Regions from separate parts of the Mus musculus genome. Here all the other regions are linked to region 1. The links are chromatin contacts, called in public Hi-C and promoter capture Hi-C maps. All regions are on one chromosome and are shown on one strand. Each heading gives the region's core, a stretch centred on a gene start, on an enhancer-like site or on the middle of the called end of the contact. The rest is flanking DNA. Distances are from core to core; before and after follow the strand shown.

The links. Promoter capture Hi-C pulls out the DNA fragments that hold promoters and counts their contacts. Hi-C and Micro-C count contacts between places; a contact is called where the count stands out from the background.
Region 2: a Hi-C map of B cells shows a contact between it and region 1, with 5 read pairs. The contact joins the promoter of Snhg3 here to the promoter of Tmem39b in region 1. A contact is called at or near these places in 1 of 39 promoter capture datasets (pre-B cells) and 1 of 484 Hi-C or Micro-C datasets (B cells).
Region 3: a promoter capture Hi-C map of hippocampal neurons shows a contact between it and region 1, with 2.9 times the contacts expected there. The contact joins the promoter of Rab42 here to the promoter of Tmem39b in region 1. A contact is called at or near these places in 2 of 39 promoter capture datasets (hippocampal neurons and liver).

What each region holds. Positions count from the first base shown.
Region 1 is chr4:129,695,282-129,698,215 of GRCm38.p6, reverse strand. Tmem39b (transmembrane protein 39b) reads left to right here and starts at 1,371. Exons shown (of 9, transcript NM_199305.2): 1 at 1,371-1,501. The coding sequence starts at 1,498.
Region 2 is chr4:132,352,143-132,355,076 of GRCm38.p6, reverse strand. It overlaps Snhg3 (small nucleolar RNA host gene 3), which reads left to right and starts at 1,391. Exons shown (of 3, transcript NR_003270.2): 1 at 1,391-1,480; 2 at 2,379-2,414; 3 at 2,834-2,934. Snora73b (small nucleolar RNA, H/ACA box 73b) reads left to right here and starts at 2,551; the gene lies at 2,551-2,755. It overlaps Snora73a (small nucleolar RNA, H/ACA box 73a), which reads left to right and starts at 2,098; the gene lies at 2,098-2,302. RefSeq lists a cis regulatory region at 1,133-1,652.
Region 3 is chr4:132,301,979-132,304,912 of GRCm38.p6, reverse strand. It overlaps Rab42 (RAB42, member RAS oncogene family), which reads left to right and starts at 1,557. Exons shown (of 2, transcript NM_001081651.1): 1 at 1,557-1,802; 2 at 2,231-2,719. The coding sequence starts at 1,576. The coding sequence ends at 2,651.

The DNA of each region.
Region 1 (2,934 bases), core at 122-2,621:
TCCTAGCAACCACATGTGGCTCACAACCACCTGTAATGAGATCTGACGCCCTCTCCTGGTGTGTCTGAAGTCAGCTACAGTGTACTTATATATAATAATAAATCTTTGGGCCCCAGTGAGGGGGGTTGACTGGTGCGAGCACAGGTCCTAAAAATTCAATTCCCAACAACCACTTGAAGGCTCACAACCATCTTTACAGCTACAGTGTACTCACATAAAATTAAAAAAAAACTTAACAATAATATAAAGATTGCTTATGAGGCTGAGAATATAACTGAATGATAGAACACTTGCCTAGCCTGTATGAGGCCCTAATTTTAATCTCCTACCCTCACCCCCATAGACTGCTTATTAGTCTTGCAAGGGAAGAAATTACACTAACAATAACAGTAGCTACTTGCTTCCTCTGTTAAGTGTTTGCCAAACATGATGGCTAACACTGATTAAAACAGGTACTACATGGATTGTCTCATTTAATCTTCCATGCCTACAAGATAATTTGTGCTTGCATTAGGTTTGATTTCCATCCCTGAATAAATCTGTCATAGTGAGAGTAATAATTCCGACACTATGAAGCAGGATCAGAAATTCAAGGACATCCTCTAATCCATAGCAAATTCAAGGACAGCCCAGGCTACCAGAGGCTCTGTCTTAAAAACCAAAATCAAAGGGCTGGCGAGATATCTCAGCAAGTAAAGGTTCTTGTAGCCAAGCCCGATAGCCTACGTGTTAGGCTACATGGTAGAAGAACCAGTACTACTACCAGTTGTCTTCCCAAGTCCACTGCTCTGCGCATCCCTCCCTCTCTCCGGCACACCAAATTCTAAAATGTTAAGAACCCTAATAGGCGGTTATTATTAATACCCATTAACACTATTTCGAAATTTGAAAATGGCAGGCACAGGTTCTTAGCTAAGGTGGTGGCAGTGAAATCAACAGTGGAGAACATGAGAATCAAACATGAGAAATGGATAGAGTTTAGGGTCATCAAGATGAGGCCAAAAATTGGATATAGAGTTTTGGAGGAAAGGGGAAGTGACTCGTAGATTTTGACTGGGGTGGGCCAAAGCACACTAAAGCCTAAGAGTTCTGAAAGCCCAGTTTGGGACTCGCTGAGTATGAGGTGACTGTGTTGTACAAAAACAGGACTTCACTAGAGGCAAAAGGCCGCTCTGGTGTCCTCCTCTAAGTCAGAACAGGGTGAAGAAACACGGGAGGTGGGTTCGCCCGCTCCAGAATCTCTTGAGCAGCAGCTGCGGGAAAGGCGTGGGGAAAGGCAAGACAAAGAGCGTTAGCACAGCTTTTGTCCAAACGGCCCCTTTAAGAAGCGCGCTCCCGACTCCCAGCCCGCCTAGCATGCAAATTGAGCAGCCGGAGGGAGCGTGCGGCTGATACCCGGCCCGGGCTGCGGCGGTTAGTCCTCTCTCGGCCGCCGTCGCCTCCGACATATTGCCCGCAGGAGCTGCGGCGGTGAGCGGAGAGCGCCGGGGGAAGGAGATGGGTGAGCAGAGCTGGCTGGGCTCGTTCGGGGGTCGCGGGATAGCGGGGAGCCTGGCTGCGAACTGCCTCCCCACGCGGACCGGAGTCGCGGGCAGGGGGAGGGGGAGGGGAAGGGACGCGGCGCAGGCGGGACCCCGCCCCTCCGGTCCTGAGGGGGCGGGTCACCGCTTGGTAGGCGGAGCTTCCAAAAGGGAGAGGGGCTCGGAGGGGCTCAGGCTTTCTTTGGGGCACACAATTCTCCTGTCTGCAGATGGGGGCCGGGCACTCTGGTGGGAGGGGCTGAGAGCTTAGGGTTCGCCTTTTGTGATTGCCGGTGGGGGAGAGAATTTTCTGGACTATAGGGGTTTACACTGAGAGCGGTGGGGCCGCAGGGACACCTAGCCCACCAAGGGAGTCCATTCCGATTCAAGCTTCCAGTCCTAGAGAGCATTGCCCGGCTTGTGGGCGGGGTCTTGGGGTTGACAGTTGTGTGTGGGCGGGGTTTCTGGGCTAGGGGCTTTATGTGGGTGCCGAGCTTCTAAAAGATAGTGGGTGTGGGCAGAGTTCCTGGGCTGAGGGTGTGTGTTGGGGGGGGGGGTTCTAAACCAAACCAAATATAACAGCGTGTGAACAAAGCTTCCGGTTTGGGGCTTGAAGTCAGCTTTCTGGACATGCATATTGTGAAGAGCTGTCAGAAAACCTTCAGAGATAGGAAAGCTTGGGCACCGTGTGTATGAATGGAGGCTACTGTGTTGCTGTGAGGAAGTTGAGGAAGTTATAACTTCGATTAAGGGTTTGGGAGCTAAGTGCAGGATGCTGCCTAGGATCTTAGGCTAGACTACTAAGCTTAGGGAATATAGTTTTGTAAAATCTTAAGTTTGAGATTCCCAACCACAGCGCTCTTTCTAAGGCCATTCTGACGTTAAGGCCAGGCCGTGGGTCATTGAGTTAGATCTCAGGGCCCTGGAGGGAAAACTTGTCTCAAACCTGACCAGATTGTAGCGTCTGGAGACTCAGATCCAGATAAAATCCAGCAAATACCAGCGCTGAGCAGCTCAGGACTCAGGCTCTGAAAATCTTACCAAACTGGTCCAGTGAACCGGATTAAGGGAACTGGCAGTAAAAATAACAGTCTGGTAGCACATGCCTGTCATCCTGTCATCCTAGCATTTGGGAGACTGAGGCAGGTGGGTTGTGAGTTTGAGGCTATTCTGTGCTACTTAGTCGCTTAAAATGTGAATTCACGCCTGGCGTGGTGGCGCACTTCTTTAATCCCAGCACTCAGGAGGCAGAGGCAGGCAGATTTCTGAGTTCGAGGCCAGCCTGGTCTACAGAGTGAGTTCCAGGACAGCCAGGGTTACACAGAGAATCCCTATCTTAAAACAAAACAAAACAAAACAAAACAAAACAAAAGATAATCTCAGAGAGTGAATTGTGGGAAAAAAAGGTAGAAGC
Region 2 (2,934 bases), core at 142-2,641, 2.7 Mb before region 1:
TTTTTTTTTTTTTTGTTTTTGTTTTTGTTTTTGTTTTTTTGAGACAGGGTTTCTCTGTGTAGCCCTGGCTGTCCTGGCACTCACTTTGTAGACCAGGCTGGCTTTGAACTCAGAAATCTGCCTGCCTCTGCCTCGAGAGTGCTGGGATTAAAGGCATGTGCCACCACGCCCAGCTGACAAATGCCATTTTTACATATGTTTGAGAACAAGGAGTTTCAACAGTCCCTTACAAGGATTAACTCAATATGGCCCACAGCTGAATGAACCTCAGGTTGGTGTCACCAGGCTGGTGTCACCAGAGTGGCTGGTACTGCCTGTCCTCTCTGGCAGGCTGCCCAGTTTCTGCCCAGGGCACCTCAGCAGTGACTCATTTGCTGCTTGGCACTTGGCACATTACCCTTCCCTAAGCGTGAAAAGAAACCAGTAGTCAGAACTTTTTGTTGGATGTTTCTCTGATCCCATGTTCCCGTGGTCCAGATTATTAGGTCTCCCCTTGTTCCTGCAGCTTTGGGGTTAAAACATCTCCAGAAGGTTGTTCTGAAGGTTCACACTGCCCACTGTTTTTCGTGGAGAGAGACTGAGGTCTGAAAAACCATGTCAGAAAGGAGAGGGCAGAGCCAACAAGATGGCTCAATGGGAGCTGGGTGTGGTGACGCACGCCTTTGATCCCAGCACTCTGGAGGCAGAGGCAGGCGGGTTTCTGAGTTCGAGGCCAGCCTGGTGTACAAAGAGTTCCAGGACAGCCAGGGCTATACAGAGAAACCCTGACTCAAAAAACAAAACAGAAAAACCTACACCATCACGCCCAGACAGCCATTCTTTCAAATAAATATTTCACAACAACATTCATCAGGCTTAATTTCATGTCTTAAAAATCTGGGAAACAGCATTAGTGTTTTGTTTTTGTTTTTTCGAGACAGGGTTTCTCTGTGTGGCCCTGGATGACCTGGAACTCACTCTGTAGACCAGGCTGGCCTTAAATTCAGAAATCCGCCTGCCTCTGCCTCCTGAGTGCTAGGACTAAAGGCGTGCGCCACCCTCCCGCCTTCAACCAGGAATCTTAACCACTAAGCCACCTCTCAGGCCCCCTCCATGGGAAGTTTTTAATTGTAGCATCTATGTTCTGTATCAACTGTTCCTTCCACAAACAAAGTAGATTCAAACTCTGGAATCTAGAAAATATTTCTCTAGGCTTTTTTTTTTTTTTTCATTTTGCATATACCAGTGTATCCAGGCCGAGAGGACAAACCTCACAAGCTCAACAATTTCACGCTAAGACCGCCAACACCTTAGTAGGGTAAAAGTTCTCGATCCCATCAGCCTTAGCGCATTTCCAATGCTTCTAAGTGAGCGTAACCCTGCGCAGGCGCAGGCATAGTCGACCACGCCTGACTTCCGGGCGTTACTTAAGGTATAAATATGGCTGCGTCGGCGCGGGTCTGTCTCTCTAGGCGTCGCTCTCTTGGTGTGCTTGTTCTTGGTGAGTACAGTGCGCTGCTCTCGGCTGCTGAGGGTTTGCCCGCGCGGTCCCGCACGGGCTCCGCAGACAGGCAGGGTCGCGGCTGGGCGGACCCGGTGTGGGAGGCCGGGCTCACTAGCCGAGCATGGCGTGAGGTCACGCGCCTCCGAGCCCAGTAACCGTTTTCTTTCGGGGATCCCAACGCTCGCAGGATTATTGCCTGGGAGACTGAGTTGGTCTACGCACTTTCCTTTAATGTTCACTTTAAGAGGACAGGGTCTTTGGTTCCTGCCTTGTGATTTGAAGTGTTAGCCGCCTTCCAGCGTTCGGTTTTAACTTAATCATTTCGCCTTGCTTCCCAGTTATACTTTCTCTTCACCTTGTAACGGGATTTCTGCAGTTTTTTGTTCATTAATCTCCCATTTTTCAGAGGACCCTTTTTTAGGTAGATAATTTCTGGATAGTTTGGTTCCGATGGGGGTGTTGTGTTCTGTTTGCTTCAAGATCTGAAAAGGTGGCTGAAGTCTGTAGTCACAGCACTCTGGAGACAGGCGTTTTTGGGGTTTTTCCTCCAGCTGGAGGTCTGGCAAAAGGACCCTGTGGCATTTTGTCAAAAAAAAAGACATTACCATGACTATCCGACGTGGATATCCCGGGAGGTCACTCTCCCCGGGCTCTGTCCTAGTGGCGAGCGGGAGCTTAGGGCATTGCCCGGTGATGTACAGTCCCTTTCCACAACGTTGGAGATAAAGCTGGGCTTTCGAGTCTGCGCCTGCATATTCCTACGACTTCTCAGAGTCCTGTGGACCATGACTGAGGAGACAAACCATGCAGGAAACAGTTTTTTAAGTCATGCAATCTGGGGGTGCGTCCGAGTACTCTAAGGGTTTAACTTACTGATTAAAGTCTTCTCTTGCAGACCCGGTCAATGATTTCAGGTACTTTGTTGATGGAGGTACGTTCACCCTGAGGCTGGCTTAGTGCTTTCTGCTCCATGTGTACGTTATTAGTGATATACACTGTGTGTGTGGGGGGGGGGGGTGTAGTCGCCTGTTGAAGTTGACTAAACGTTTGGGTGCTAACCAGACATTCCAACGTGGATATCCCGGGAGGTCACTCTCCCCGGGCTCTGTCCTAGTGGCGAACGGGAGCTTAGGGCATTGCCCGGTGATGTACAGTCCCTTTCCACAACGTTGGAGATGAAGCTGGGCTTTCGAGTCTGCGCCTGCATATTCCTACGACTTCTCAGAGTCCCGTGGACCATGACTGAGGAGACAAACCATGCAGGAAACAAAAATTTAAATTCCTAAGGCTTTTGGTATGTCAACTTTAGGAACCTGATGTTTGTGTTGTTTTTTTTTTCCCCTCTTCCAGGAAAGAAGAGAATCAGCGGGGGCACCTACTGAATAGTTATTATATACAGCGTGCTAAAATTTTGTCTGTTACAGCCTCGGCCATTAGAAGCTGGGGCAAGC
Region 3 (2,934 bases), core at 308-2,807, 2.6 Mb before region 1:
TCCCAGCAACCACATGGTGGCTCACAGTCATCTGTAATGGGATCTGATGTCTTCTTCTGGTGTGTCTGAAGACAGCTATAGTGTATTCATATACATAAAATAAATAAATAATTTTTTAGGAGGAGGAGGAGGAGAGGGAAGAGGAGGATGGTAAGAAAAACCCTGGGCTGTTCCAGATCTCGGACTGGTCCTGTGAGAAAATTAATAATAAACAAACCTTGTCTAGAAAGTGAGTTCCAGGGCAGCCAATGTTGTAACACAGAGAAACCCTGCCTCAAATAAAATAAATAAACAAACAAATAAACAAAACTCTGGGTTTTGCCTGCTGTTGAAGTCTTCCTTAGTGAATGAGCTTGGGCCTGCCATGTAATTTCTCTGAGCTTCAGTTTCTTCCATTGTAGAAGTGAGTGGAGTAACCACCTCCTTGTAAGGTTGAGAACTGCCTAGGCCCATGCTGGGTGGTGGTGACAGAGGCAGGCCAGCCTGGTCTACAGAGCAGTTCCAGGACAGTCAGGGCTACACAGAGAAACCCTGTCTTGAAACAAACAAACAAACAAACAAACACTGCCTGGGACCAGCCAAAACTCCAGCTGTGATTCCTTCCTTCCGCTTCTAGAAGCCAGATCTGAGTGCACACGTGCTGCCTCATGTGAGCTTTCATCCAAACGGAACCCAAGACCCAACCGGGTCATCCTGGCTTTCTGACTGTCTCTTTTTAGGCATCAAGGGAGTCAGTCATGGGCTTAGAGTCACTATGACTCTAAGAAGCACTGTATGACCTGGGACAAGCCACATGGGACAAGCCACACCTTTGAGCCTTGGACTCCTAAGCCTAAGCCTAAAATAGTCCACTAAAGCTGAATCTAAGTGGTTTTTTTTTTTGTTGTTGTTGTTTTGTTTTTTAGACAGGGTTTCTCTGTGTAGCCCTGGCTGTCCTGGAACTCACTCTGTAGACAAGGCTGGCCTCGAACTCAAATCCACCTGCCTCTGCCTCCCAAATGCTGGGATTAAAGGCGTGTGCCACAACTGAAGATTTATTTATTTATTATATGTAAGTACACTGTAGCTGTTTTCAGGCACTCCAGAAGAGGGAGTCAGATCTCGTTAAGGATGGTTGTGAGCCACCATGTGGTTGCTGGGATTTGAACTCTGGACCTTCGGAAGAGCAGTCGGGTGCTCTTACCCACTGAGCCATCTCACCAGCCCGGCTTTCTTTTTTTAATCGGAGACAAGGTTTCTCTGCATAGCACTGGCTGCCCTGGATGGAACTTTGTAGCCCAGGCTGGCCTCCAACTCAGAGATCCTCCTTTCTCTACCTCACCAGTTGTGGGATTAAAGACTTTTTAATTCCTTTATACTGTGAAGCAAAAGTGGTAACTGTCCCATTTTACAGAGGTAGTGATTTAGGTCTTGCCCGACCAACTACATCCGGGATTGCCTTCCAGGATCAAGTTCTCCAGATCTTGACCCTTCCTGGATGCTGTACCAGTAACAGACTCATGGGGGAGTGGGGGTGGGGGGAGAGGGGCGGAGCCACACAGAAACTGTCTGAGGTCAGCGGGGAGCCCAGATCCTATGGAGGCGGCCGGCTGCAGCTACCAATTTCGGATCGCGCTGCTCGGGGACGCAGGGGTGGGCAAGACGTCACTGCTACGGTGTTACGTGGCGGGCGCGCGGGGGGCGGCGGAGCCGGATCCCGAACCCACTGTAGGCGTGGAGTTCTACAGCCGCGCGCTGCAACTACCCGCTGGGCTGCGAGTCAAACTGCAGCTCTGGGACACCGCAGGCCAAGAGTGCTTCAGGTGCGGCGAGAAGTGGGTAATGTCAGTCACTTGGGGGGACCCTTTCTCACAGGTGCCAACTGCAGGGGCTCAAGCAAGGATCCATGGTCCCTACCCTGCACCCCTCCCTATTCAGTCATTCATCCTTCAAACTCCGCGGAGTGGGCCAAGCCCCCAGCCCCAGCTTGTGCTGTGGTCTTTGAACCACATCCCCACCCCCAAAGGCCTTACCCAGCCCTAGAGGAACAGCAGCATAAAGAGAATTGGCACTAAAACTCTGACTTTCCCAGAGATGCAGAGAGCCGAAGCAGACATGTCAAGGGGTGGGAAGGAAGACTTGTATGCAGGCACAGGAAGCTGCCTGTGGATCTCGGGGTGGAGGTGGGCGGGCTCTAAGACTGTCTTAAAGCCATTACAATTTTCCCGATTATACACACACTCCCCTTCAGGTGCATCACCAGGTCTTTTTACCGGAACATGGTGGGCGTTCTGTTGGTCTTTGATGTGACGAACAGAGAGTCCTTTGAACACATCCAAGCCTGGCACCAGGAGGTCGTATCCACTCAGGGCCCTGACAAGGTGGTCTTCTTACTGGTTGGCCACAAGTGTGACCTGAACACCCGATGCGTATCCTCTCAGGAAGCAGAGGAACTTGCTGCCTCTCTGGGCATGGGCTTCATGGAGACCTCGGCCAAAAGCAACTGCAATGTCGACCTGGCCTTTGACACTGTCACCAGCGCCATCGAACAGGCCCTGCAGCAGGGGGACATCAAGCTGGACAAGGACTGGGCGGGTGTCCGGCTCCTCCATAGATCTCCAAACCCTAGATCCTCTAGCAGGAAGCAGGACTCAGGCACATGCCAATGTTGACTCCAGGAGAGAAAGGGTTAAAGTGGTAACTGCCTCAGACTCTCTGGTGACACAGGAGGACAACAGACAAAAAAAAAAAAAAAAAGACTAATACCAACAGTCTCCTGACATGTCCCTCCCTGCCTTCTAATTCTTGGGATTTTTTTTTTTCTTCATCAGAAATTCAACACAGGGCTAGCTAGCTATAGACAGCCTCAACTCTTTTATATTTTCAGAATGGATCTTGATACATTGCCTAGTCTGGCCTTGAGCTAGTAACCTTCTTGGGTGCTTGAGATTACAA